Linked DNA regions of Hordeum vulgare: region 1 is linked to region 2. Evidence: chromatin contacts called from public Hi-C data. All regions are on one chromosome and are shown on one strand. The core of a region is the stretch at or near the end of the contact, and the rest is flanking DNA. Distances in the headings are between cores, read along the strand shown. Region 1 holds the start of LOC123418043 (protein AGENET DOMAIN (AGD)-CONTAINING P1-like). Region 2 has its middle 10 kb from the start of LOC123417085.

What was found. A called contact is a pair of places that touch in the nucleus more often than the background predicts.
Region 1: a contact with region 2 is called in a Hi-C map of leaf, with 2.4 times the contacts expected there. The contact joins the promoter of LOC123418043 here to the enhancer-like site in region 2. A contact is called at or near these places in 2 of 6 Hi-C or Micro-C datasets (both in leaf).

The regions. Positions count from the first base shown.
Region 1 is chr1H:50,005,084-50,010,572 of MorexV3_pseudomolecules_assembly, reverse strand. LOC123418043 (protein AGENET DOMAIN (AGD)-CONTAINING P1-like) reads left to right here and starts at 3,053. Exons shown (of 4, transcript XM_045106944.1): 1 at 3,053-3,628; 2 at 4,781-5,191. The coding sequence starts at 3,137.
Region 2 is chr1H:49,652,095-49,657,979 of MorexV3_pseudomolecules_assembly, reverse strand. No RefSeq gene overlaps it. Among protein-coding and RNA genes, the nearest start is that of LOC123417085, 10 kb to the right of the region's middle. Within about 2 kb of position 3,574, at least 3 of the 3 cell types and tissues checked have open chromatin away from gene starts, as enhancers often do. A contact at or near this core is called in leaf, where this site is marked.

The DNA of each region.
Region 1 (5,489 bases), core at 1,804-4,303, 350 kb before region 2:
TGGAATGGCGCAACCAAACAGAAAGTGAGAAGGCTGTCATGTGAGCTCAACGAATTGCTATTGAGAGAGGAGATTACGTGGAAGCAAAGATCTAGAATGGCATGACTTAAAGAACGAGACAAGAACACAATATACTTCCACCGCAAGGCTAGGTGTAAGCATAAGAAGAACACTATCAATAAACTTAGATATGTGTCTAGGAGTTGGGTGAATGATTCAGAGAAGATGAAGAACATGTGAGAAATTTTTTTCATGGAACTATACAAGGAGGATGATGGAGTTGATCCAAGTCTACTACTAAATGTTGTTGATCGCAAAGTGATCGATGACATGAACAGAAGCTTGACGAAGGAGTTCTCGGATGAATAAATTGCTGATGCTATGTTTCAAATTAGACCTTTAAAAGCCCCTGGACCCGACGGCTTCCCGACCTGTTTTTCCAAAGAAATTGGGGTACCCTCAAGATAGATATAATCAAGGCAGTCCGCAATTTTTCAGACTCGGGTTATGCCCTCTAGGGTAAATGACACAACAATATGCTTGATCCCGGAAGGTAAGGACCCTCGAACACTAAAGGATTATTGATCGATAACTCTGTGCAACGTGGTATACAAGGTGGTGTACAAATGATTGGTCAATCGACTTTGACCACTCCTCCATGAGCTAATCTCTAAGACTCAAAGTGCCTTCATTCCTGGGAGATTGATAACGGACAATGCAAATATTGCCTTCAAATGCTTCCATAATATACAAGACAACAAGTATGCAAACAACAATATTGCGCATATAAAATCGATTTGGCCAAGGCCTATGATAGAGTAGTCTCACGCTTCCTTGAGGAGGTGCTGAAAAAGATGGGGTTTTCTCCTATGTGGATCGGTTGGATCATGATTTGTGTGAGGGTTGGTGAGATATGCAGTTAAATGGAATGGTCACCTACTAGACTTCTTTGAACCATCAAGAGGTTTGCAGCAAGGTGATCCTTTGAGGCATTATATGTTCCTTTTTGACGCTGACTCCTTGATGCTCGTACTAAAAATGAAATATGTGGTGGCAGGATAACACCGATCAAGATTGCAAGGGGAAGCCCGGGTATCTCGAATATACTATTTGCGGATGATAGGCTTTTATTCTTCAAAGCTTCAGTGCAAGACGTAGTGACAATCAAGAAGGCTCTAGATTGTTTCCAGAACGGCTCGGGACAATTACTTAGTCCCAAAAAGTGTTCATTAATGTTCAGTGAAGCTTGTCCGGAGGTGGTGCGGCAAGGAATAAAAAATGTACTTGGTGTGATGGCTTCATCCTTCGAGAGTAAGTACTCCGGCCTCCCAACTCCGGAAGGAAGAATGAAGGAGGAACAGTTCCAACTGATTATGGAGCGGTTCTCGAAGATATGTATCGATTGGTGCGAGAGATACATGTCACATGCTGCAAAGGAGGTACATGCCAAATTTGTTTCTCAAGCTCTCCCCATTTAAGCCATGGGCATCTTTAAAATGAAAAAAGGATTCTGTGAAAACTATGAGAATCTTATTCGAGACTTTTGGTGGGGGGTGAACATGACCATATGAAAGTGCATTGGATGGCGTGGGAGGATATGATCAAAACGAAGAAGGATGGGGGTCTGAGTTTTACAGATATGCACCTCTTTAACCAAGCGCTGCTAGCAAGGCAAGGGTGGAGAATCATCCAAAATTCCGAGAGCCCTTATGCCCGTGTGGTCAAGTCAAAGTACTTTCCGAGTGGGAACATTCTGGACATCGTTTTCGCTTCGGATGCATCGTTGGCTTGGAGAGGCATTGATTTCGGTCTCGAGTTACTCAAACAAGAGATCATTTGGAGAGTTCGAGAGGGGAGAAAGATAAGTATGGAATGCTGATCTGATTAAGCAAATGTTTTCTGTATATGATGCAGCTGCAATTTGCGACATTAGGCTATTCATAGTGGGGATTATCATATAGTAGTATCATGCATATGATACTATTGTATGATACTACCTTCATAATGCATAGTATCATAGGTGGTCTCATTTATTGACATGCATGACACATAGTAGCAAAGCATTTAACATAATACGGTATCTACACATGTTACTCTAACCCTCTCTCTTTTTTAATTGCGTGTCACATCAGCATATTTGCTAGTGCCAAGTATATGATACTAGATATGATACCCCACCATGGCCAGTGGAACCTAATCTGACAGGCAAAAGTCCCTCAAAAGGTGAATATTACATGTTAGAGAGTAGCCACTAAGAGGGTGCTTGGATCTAAGGGACTAAAACTAGTCTGACTAAAACTAGCCTCTTTAAGAGGCTAAAGTTCCAAGCACCCCTGACTAAAGAGAGGCTAAAACTAGTCTTGAGGCTAAAATCTTTTAGTCAGGGGTACCCCTACTAAAATGTGCATTAATCTTCTCTCTCCTCATTTAACTCCTCATGCAAGTTCCGGATTGGAGGGTTTGGAGGATAATAAATGCTCATTAACTTGATTTTAGTCTCTTTAGTACTTGGATCCAAGCATGTGTGAGACTAGCAAGTTTTAGTCTCATTACTTTTAGTCATGGGACTAAAACGTATCCAAACACCCTCTAAATCCACATGAACGAGAGAGAATAAAATGCATAGAACGCTAAAAAAGATGGCCACGTGCACTATGTGCGAAATGGAAGACGAAACAGAATTCCATGTGGTTATAGCGTGCACCAAAGCTAAAGATCTGCGATGTGAGGTTCCGAAAGCTTGCCAATTGCTCATTTCGTCCGCGCCCGTCCATTTGGGTCGCGATGGATAGAAAAATTGGCCTAACGCGTCGATCTAAACTGACGCGCGTCCGTTTTCGTCCGCTCGCGACCCATTCTAAACGCAAATTTGAACACATCTATTTACAAAAAGAAAACATAACGACTTAAATGGACAAAACGAGGGGGAAGTGGTCAAAGTACCGGAAATGTATGCTTGCCATCTCGACCGTCCATCACGATCGGACGGACGCCAACTCTATTCTCCTTGGCCCAGTATAATCAATACCCACCCATACGGCCTCGTTCTGTTCTGCCCGCCGCCTATTGTGCTCTGCTCTCCCCACTCCCCAGTCCACACTACCCACGCAGCGACTCCGCCACCACCGAAACCCCAATGCGGTCGCCGAGGCTCCGCCGCCAGCCGGCGCCGGCACCTTCGCGGTCACCGGATCCGGCGGAGCCCACGGAGGTCTTCCCCGTAGGCGAGGCGGTGGAGGTGCTGCCGGACGAGGGAGCCTACCGCGGGGCCCACCTCCCCGCCGTCATCGCGCGCTTCGACCCCGACCTCTGCAGCTACGCGGTCGAGTACGACGCCCTCGCCGTCTCAGGGGCCTCCGGCCGCGCGCTCCCGGAGACCGTGCCCGCGTCGCAGGTCCGGCCGCGCCCGCCGCCGGCGGCGTCCTCTCCACCCGCGGAGCACGCCCCCGTGGATGCGCTCCGAGACGGCGCGTGGTGGCTCGGCGTTGCCCTCCTCGGCGGGGACCGGGCGGACGGGAAGGTCGCGGTTTGCTTCCCGGCGACGAGGGAGGAGGCGGAGTTCGACGAGGCCGATGTCAGGGCCCACCTCGAGCGGGTCGCCGGCGAGTGGCGCTCCCCCGAGGACATGGTACGAGTTCCAGCACATCTTGCAAAAAAGTCAGTCTTTTTGTGCCGTTGTATCCCCATTCAAACCGGGGGATCCTCCTTTCTTCCATGGTTAGGGTTAGTAGAAGGACATCTTGCGATGTTCATCGCGGTTTCTGTCGTTGTTGTTGAATGACGTAGCGCATTCATCTCCATGTGATTTCGTGGTAAGGGTTTCCAGGGGGAATCCCATTTTGTTCTCTCGTAGTCTGGTTAGGGTTATGATTTACAAGATGATTTGTAATGCGCTGGAGTTTTCTGCATTAGCATGGGAAATTCGAGATTAGTGTAGTTGCTTCTGCGCTTTTTTTAAGTGTAGTATTGATGGATTGTTGCTGAATGTACTACGTATTTGATGGAGCACACTTTGCTTGTGCCGCACTGTCTGGAAGATTTCGGTTCATCAGATTTATTGAATAAATTCCTCTGGGCTGCCGGGCGGCTTGTGGTCTGTTAGTTAACAAGTGGTGGTTTATAGTTGTCAGAGCAAGCCAGTTGGATTTGTTGAATGTGTTCCAGATTCATACCGAAACAAAGTGAGCCTAGTCGGTGTACATCTGCACTGAGTTGCTGGTCGATATTGCTGCTGTTCCTTCTCCTAACATGTTTTTGTTATAGTAAATATTAATCATACTGAAACAAAGTGAGCCTAGTTGGTGACTTAGTGTACATCTGCAATGAGTTGATGGTCGAGAATGCTGTTACATCTCCTGGCATGTTTCTTTTATTACAGTTCCTGAGCCTCAGTGCAAGTTGACATGACAAGATTGTTATGGAACTACGTTACTGAATCGTTGACAATCTTCCGAATGCTTTATGCTGAATTTTTTTTAGAGGGATTTCTGATTTCTCCTATATATTACATATGTCGGTATTTTATGTTTTTACTTCTAGCTTGCGTCTTAAGTGCATATAATCATCGGCTAGAATAGAACATATGGGATGATTTGGATTCCTTTTCTGATTGCTCTAGAGTTATAGGTATCAACTTCTATATTATGCCCTCAATTGTGTTCGTCATGGTAGTTTTAGATTAGTATTGCTTATTTCTCAACATTTTCTTTACTTGCGTATTTTTATCACCTTCTTTTAATTGTTGGTTGCTGAATAAGAATAACTACTCTTTGCCTACCAGGAGACATCCAAGAGAACGCTGTATGCTAAAGGCACACAAATAGAAGTTGCCAGGTTGGAAGCTGATTCTGTTGTCGCTTGGTTCCCTGCAATTGTTGCAAAGACTATCTGGAAAAATAACCTCTTGGTGGAGTACCCTTACTGGAAGGGTAGTGAACTGTGCAATGAGATTGTCGATATCAAGCACATCAGACCTTGTCCGCCACGTGCATCAGTTATTAGTTTCTGCGTCAATGATGATGTTGAAGGCTTCCAAGATGATGGCTGGTGGCCAGGGAAGATCACTGAGATTCATCCCAAGTTAACGTATACATTTAAGTTAGCAACTTCAGGAAAGAAGGCCCAGTTACACCAGAACAAACTGAGGCTTCGATATGACTGGACTGATAACCAATGGAAGCAAGTTGCACAGGTGTGTACAGAATCTTTCGAGTTACATTTCTTTGAAATGCTTGCACTTTATGTGGATGCTTCCTGCACTGCTTTTATGTGTTTATGTTCTTAGTGATATAATCAATTTGTATGGTGTGAAAAGGTGAGGATTCTTAAAGTTGCTTTCCTTATAGCGAAACCTACTTCTACTTATGAATCAAGCCTATTTACCTCTTTGGATTGGATGATTTCAATCCATAGGATGTTTTCTACAGGGAGCGTTGGGATCATAGGGGTAGGCAACCGAATTCTTATGGATCGCTTTCCTATGCCCCTAA
Region 2 (5,885 bases), core at 2,325-4,824:
CCTAAGGTCATGAGGCCAGTACTATATATGTAAAACAAAACAAAATATTGTACTCATTCTTGCGTGGGGCGTTGCCAGCACTTCTAACGCTGTATCTGATTACGGTTTTAGTGTCTCATCGGATGTTCACGGTGATCTTCGACACGGTAGATTGAATCGATGGGTGACGTTGAGAACGTTGTTGCACGACCTCAATGGTTGGCCTTATTGTGATATGTTCAGTTTTTATTGGTTGCTTCCGGGCACCTTATTTTTATGGAAAATATCCTATACATTTTATGTCATGTACAATGGTTGATAAGATAGTTTTATCTTAAGTCTTGCATGTAATTTAAAGATGATAAAAAATATGTCTTACAATAGGTTATCTCTTAGCTTTATCTTCAATAACTAGCTATTTCTAAAAACGTGGCGAGATGTATTATGCTAAGAGATCATCTCTTGTCTTTTTTATGAGTTTTTTATCCTCCATCTCATCATTTATCCTACATGACACTCCTAAGATATTACCATTGTACATGCCTTTATAATTAGAAATGTAGGTAGTACATGTCTAGAATGATGTTTTTTACCTTTTTAGTAGTAACGTAAAGAAATACAAAATATGCATTGAATTTTCATCAATGCACCAGTCGGTCGCGACAACCGCGACGCCTCACGGCGCCGCTCACCTTCCTTGAGGCGTCAGTCAGGTATGTTCCTACCCGTCCCCGCCTCACTTCAATTCTCGGGTGAAAACCCCACCTTTGTTGGGCGGCGGCGATGTCCCTACCCGTGTTTCCTTCTTCAAGGAGTCGCATTGAAAGCAAGGTGGGTGGTATGTTGGTAGTGCACCAGTTCGAGGGCGATAAAAGTGGTAGTGTGCTTCTTGAGGATGCAACGTATTCCACAATTTGATGTCATGTTGTTTGGTTACTCTCTATCCGTCTTACGTGAGCCATGTCCGGTGCCGATGATCCAGACTGGGAGGGGATAGGGTTCCCCTCCTCTAGCGGCTCTACATCAACACACTGTGGGAGCCAAAGCTACTCTTTTGATCTTGCCACCGTCCGGTATTCCTCACTTCCCAGGTTGTGTGCTATTGCTTTATGTGCAATTCGGCAACTTTCTATTTCGTGGTTGGTCCAAGGGATTTGGTGGTGCTCTGCTCTAGTTAGCTAGCCGACGGCAAGTCGGGCATGCCTGGTTGCACTCCCATGTCTGCCTTGAGTGACTTTTATCCAGGTTCTGGGAGAATGTTTCCATCTATCGATGGTGTGACGCCTTTCGAGCCAAGCGAGGAGCTAGTGGCCTTCTTCGGTGATGGAACTGGATGGATGGACACGAGAGCCCCAGTTGCCTTGGCAATGGCAAACGTTTCTTCGACGACGTATATTCCTCTCCTTCCAGTCATCTTCAATTTTCTAGTAATTTGTTCGCACAAGAGGACCTTTATAACTTCAAGCAATGTACTTCATGTTTTATCTGTTAGCTTGTTATATGTAAAGGCTTGTTGAGCAGTTGGGAAGGAAGGGGGCGCTAAAACCAAACTTTCTAGTGGCTATGTATCACTATTTATGAAGGTGGAAATGCATTTCGGCTCCTGGGAGCATATGCTCCTGGGACCAAAAAAATGTTTGAAATGAAAAAAATCAAAAGAAAAATTATTGATGTACTTAGTTACATTCAAATGCTACCTGCAAATTTTGAAATAAAAAGGTTAAATATTTTGGTTTGTGTAAAAAAAATTGAACACCAAAAGTTACCTCAAAATGTCACCCTAAATTTGTTTTTTTTTTGTCGACAAAACACTGTTGCTCTTTTATCGTACAAAAATTGACATGCATGTTTACGACACTAATGCAATCATCTAAAAAAATCAGAATTAAAAATATTTACTATTTCTTTAAAGGTTATTGTTCATCCAGGTGCACAAATGCACGCGAGAGCCAAAACGCCTCCCCATTTAAGAGATGCTTTCCAGCTTCTATGTATCTTTGTCATTTTTTATTCTATTATAATCGTTGTAATCCTAAACTGTACTTTCGATTGATTGATGGCTTTGTTAATTTAAAATCATACTCTTCTTAAACCCATCATCATCTAAAACAAAAAGGTACACCATCTTAGGAATCGTTTCCCACCCGCGCGCCGGTCGAACCAACGAGCCGGTCGCCCCTCGCGCGCGCGGGCCCTTGCAACATTTTCCCCACCCGCGCGCTTCTCTGGTCAATGGATGCAGCATTTTCCGTATAAATATGTTGCAACCAACGTTATTTTTGTTGCAAGCGTTTTTTAACTATTTTTTTGGCCCAATAAAAAAACTGCATATACGTTTGGTTGCAACTCCAGTTCGTCGAATTTTTTGTTACAATCGATGTTTTTTTACTTTTGCTATAACCGTGTTAATTTTTGCTACAACCGGCATCATGTTTTGCTGCAACCGTTCACTAAAAAAGTTGCATACACGTCAGGTAAATATTTGTTACAACCGGCATTTGACTTTTGCTACCACGTACCATCAGCTTTTTTTTTTGCTACGATCACGTAAATATTTTTTTGGCTACAAAGTTTGTTTTTTGTTGTAACCGGTGAAAAAAATACAGCATAGCATCGAAATTTTGTTGCATAGGGGAAAAAATATTGCATGTGGATCCAACGGTGCGGACGACACGGGGTTGGTGGATCCTGCGGCTCGCGCGCGGCCGGCCGAAAGTTTGAACCGACGCACCGGCGCAGATCATCCCCCCCCCCACCCCACCGCCACCAACCCCCCCCCCCCCCTGGTGGACCACACATCTGTAAAATATACTCCTGTAAAATAAAAACGGATGGACCACACGTTGGCGCTTGGTATGTCGTTTTTAGACTATAAATTTTACACCGGTTGTGTTATTTACACCTGTAACAGGTCTGTATCCGTTATAGACCACTGCTCGTCGTTTTCCCCACCACCCTCTTGCTCAAGACCTGGATCAAGTTGGCGCCGTGGATCTGGTCAGCGGAGGCAAGTCCCGCGAAGACGGCGAGCGGCTGGCCGGCATCGGGCGGCGCATCGGCGTCGGCGAGCACGTTGCCGCCGCCGATCTGGTCAGCGAAGGCGAGCCCCGCGAAGACGACGAGCAGCTGTCCGGCATCGGGCGACGCGTCGGCGTCGGCGTCGGCGAGGCCGTTGGTGCTGCGGATCTGGTCAGCGGATGCGAGCCCCGCGAAGACGACGAGCAGCTGGCCGGCATCGGGCGGCGCGTCGGCGTCGGCGTCGGCGAGCCCGTTGGCGCTGCGGATCTGGTACGTGGAGGCGAGCCCCGCGAAGACGACGAGCAGCTAGCCGGCATCGGGCGACGCGTCGGCGTCGGCGAGCCAGTTGGCGCCGCGGATCTGGTACGCGGAGGCGGATCCCGTTGGCGCCTGTGCTCCTGGTCACCGCCATCGTCGCGTTGGGCGTGGGCTTGTCCATGGTCCATGCGCGCGCGAGGTGGCGGGAGCTGCTCAATGGGACCTCAACTGCGTGGCGGTGCGTGTGCTGGTGTGGGTGTGTGGCCGCCGCTTGCTAGGCAAGCAGTCGGAGACAGGAGAACCGGCGAGCGGGCATGTGACCCAGAGAGAGCACATGGGGCTGCCTGCCTGCGGGAGACTGACGCGTGATGGCAGGGAAGGGGAGATGGATGGAGACGAATTTGATCGGATTACAAGCGAAAAATATTATCGGTTGTATATTACTAGACACTGGTAATATACAGCTGTAACTATTTACATTTGTAAAATTTCACCGACAAGTCAAACGCGGCCTAACCCGATTTCCTTCCTTAAGCCGTCAACGTCGACGCGGCATTATCCAAAGAGAAGAAAAGGCGACGAGGCACACACAGCCCACGGTTTCCCCCCCAGCGGATGCTGCCATTTGCCACCTGATATTTGTATAGAGCGCCCTTGATCGACGATGTCGAGCTCGGGCTCCCTCCCCATCGGCGATGGATCCAATCGGCGTGCCGCCAGGAACGGCTTCAGCGTCGGACAGCTCCGTGGTTTGACCCGTCGTGGTGACGGTGGGCCAGGCCGCACGTGTTGCTGCCTTCCAGGCCTCGCCAGCCACGTCTCCTCCAGGCCCGCCACATTGATTGCTTGGCGGGGCCTTCGCGTCGGGGGATTCATCTCGGCTCTCTCGCTCCCGTTTCCATCGCCGGGGCGGGCGGGGGCAAGTTTGCTGCCCGCGCCACGCGTGCCCGTCCACCATGTGGCAAAAGGAAAAACCAATGCTCCAATATGCTTTTGAAAGTAGCATTTTTTGAGTATTTTTTAACCACGCCTTTTAAGAGTGTGATTTCATAACGAATTTTTGTAGGCACTTAAATTTTTTGTCAATGCTTGTTAAAAAAATTGTTTAATTCATCCGACTGATCGCCACTTCAGCCACCTCCTTCATCGTACACGTGTGAAGGGAAAGGTCCCACCAGCGTCTTATCTCTTGGCAAAATTTCTTATCCAATCGTCGCGTCCGTCGCATCTTCATCCCTTTCCTCGCATCCCCGCTATCTTCGATGCGTACTCTTTCGCTATATACGCGGAAAGTTGATAACTCCCTAGCCGCCTACATCGCCCAGTCACCTAGCTCCATCGACGATGAGTTTTTCTCTGTTGCAATGTCGATCTGGAGATACTGCAAGACAGTGTCACCGCGACACAGCATATAATGCAGTGGGGGCCGCACAAATGCACTGTTGTCGACGACTCCTGGTGCTGCATTGTAGCGGTCGTCGACGGCTCCTCGGAGTTGCAATGCAGCGCCCGCCGGCAGCTCTGGTGTTGAGATGCGGGGCTGCAATGGAGCGCTCGTCGGAGGCTCCGATGATGCAATGCAGCGGTCCTCGTCGGCTCTCGAAGCTCCGGTACAACACTCGTCGGCGGCTTTAGGGTTGCAATGGAGCGCTCGCGCGGAGGCTCCAATGCTGCGATGCAGGTCATCGTCGTTTCTCGGAGCTCCGATGCAGCACTAGCCAGCAGCTCCGGCCTCCGGGGCTGCAATGGAGCGCTCGGGCGGAGGCTCCAATGCTACAATGGAGGTCGTAGTCGCTTCTCGGAGCTCCGATGCAGCACTCGCCCACGGTACCAAGGTTGCACTGTAATGGAGTGCTCGCCGGCTCCGACGTCAATGTAGCAAGCTCGCGATTGGTGGCCACCCGGTTTTTGAGAGCTGCGCTGGCACCACCACCGTGCTTGTGGTTTTTTGCTTTGCACATCATGTGTGACACATGGGAGAATAAACTAGCAATATTCGCGCTTGCGTGTTGATCAAATCAGATGTCACGCTGTATCAGACCACAACGACAGAAGACCGATTTCTCTGGAAATCAGTCGGTTGATTTGTAGCAGTGACCCAAAAAATCAGATATTATTCAATTTTTTTATTTTACTGTCCACCGAACGCCAGAAAATCGTCTCATTTGGGTCCATTATAATTTGACGACTGCTACGAATCAGGCGGATGATTTCTCCTGAAAATCATCCGCCTAGCCAACCATTCTATCTGGTGTAGTGGATGCCCGATCTGGCGCACCATCAGAGCCGTCGGGTGCTATCCGGATGGCAATATCGACCGCAGTACCTAACAACAACACCACAGTGAGCTCCATTGCAACCCCCGACGGCGAGACAAAGCTGCAATGCATCATCGCCGGCACCGGTGAAGCTCCATTGCAGCACCGGAGCTCCACTGGATCCTCATGACCCCGGCGATGCGCCGACGAAGCTCCATTGCAGCACTATTGACGCTCGCAGCCCCACCGACGCTTCATTGCAACCCCGAGCAACACTTTATTGCAGCCCCACAAGACACGGCGAAGCTCAATTGCATCACCACCGGCGCTCCATTGCATCACCATCACCGCCGATGGAACTTCATTGCAGCG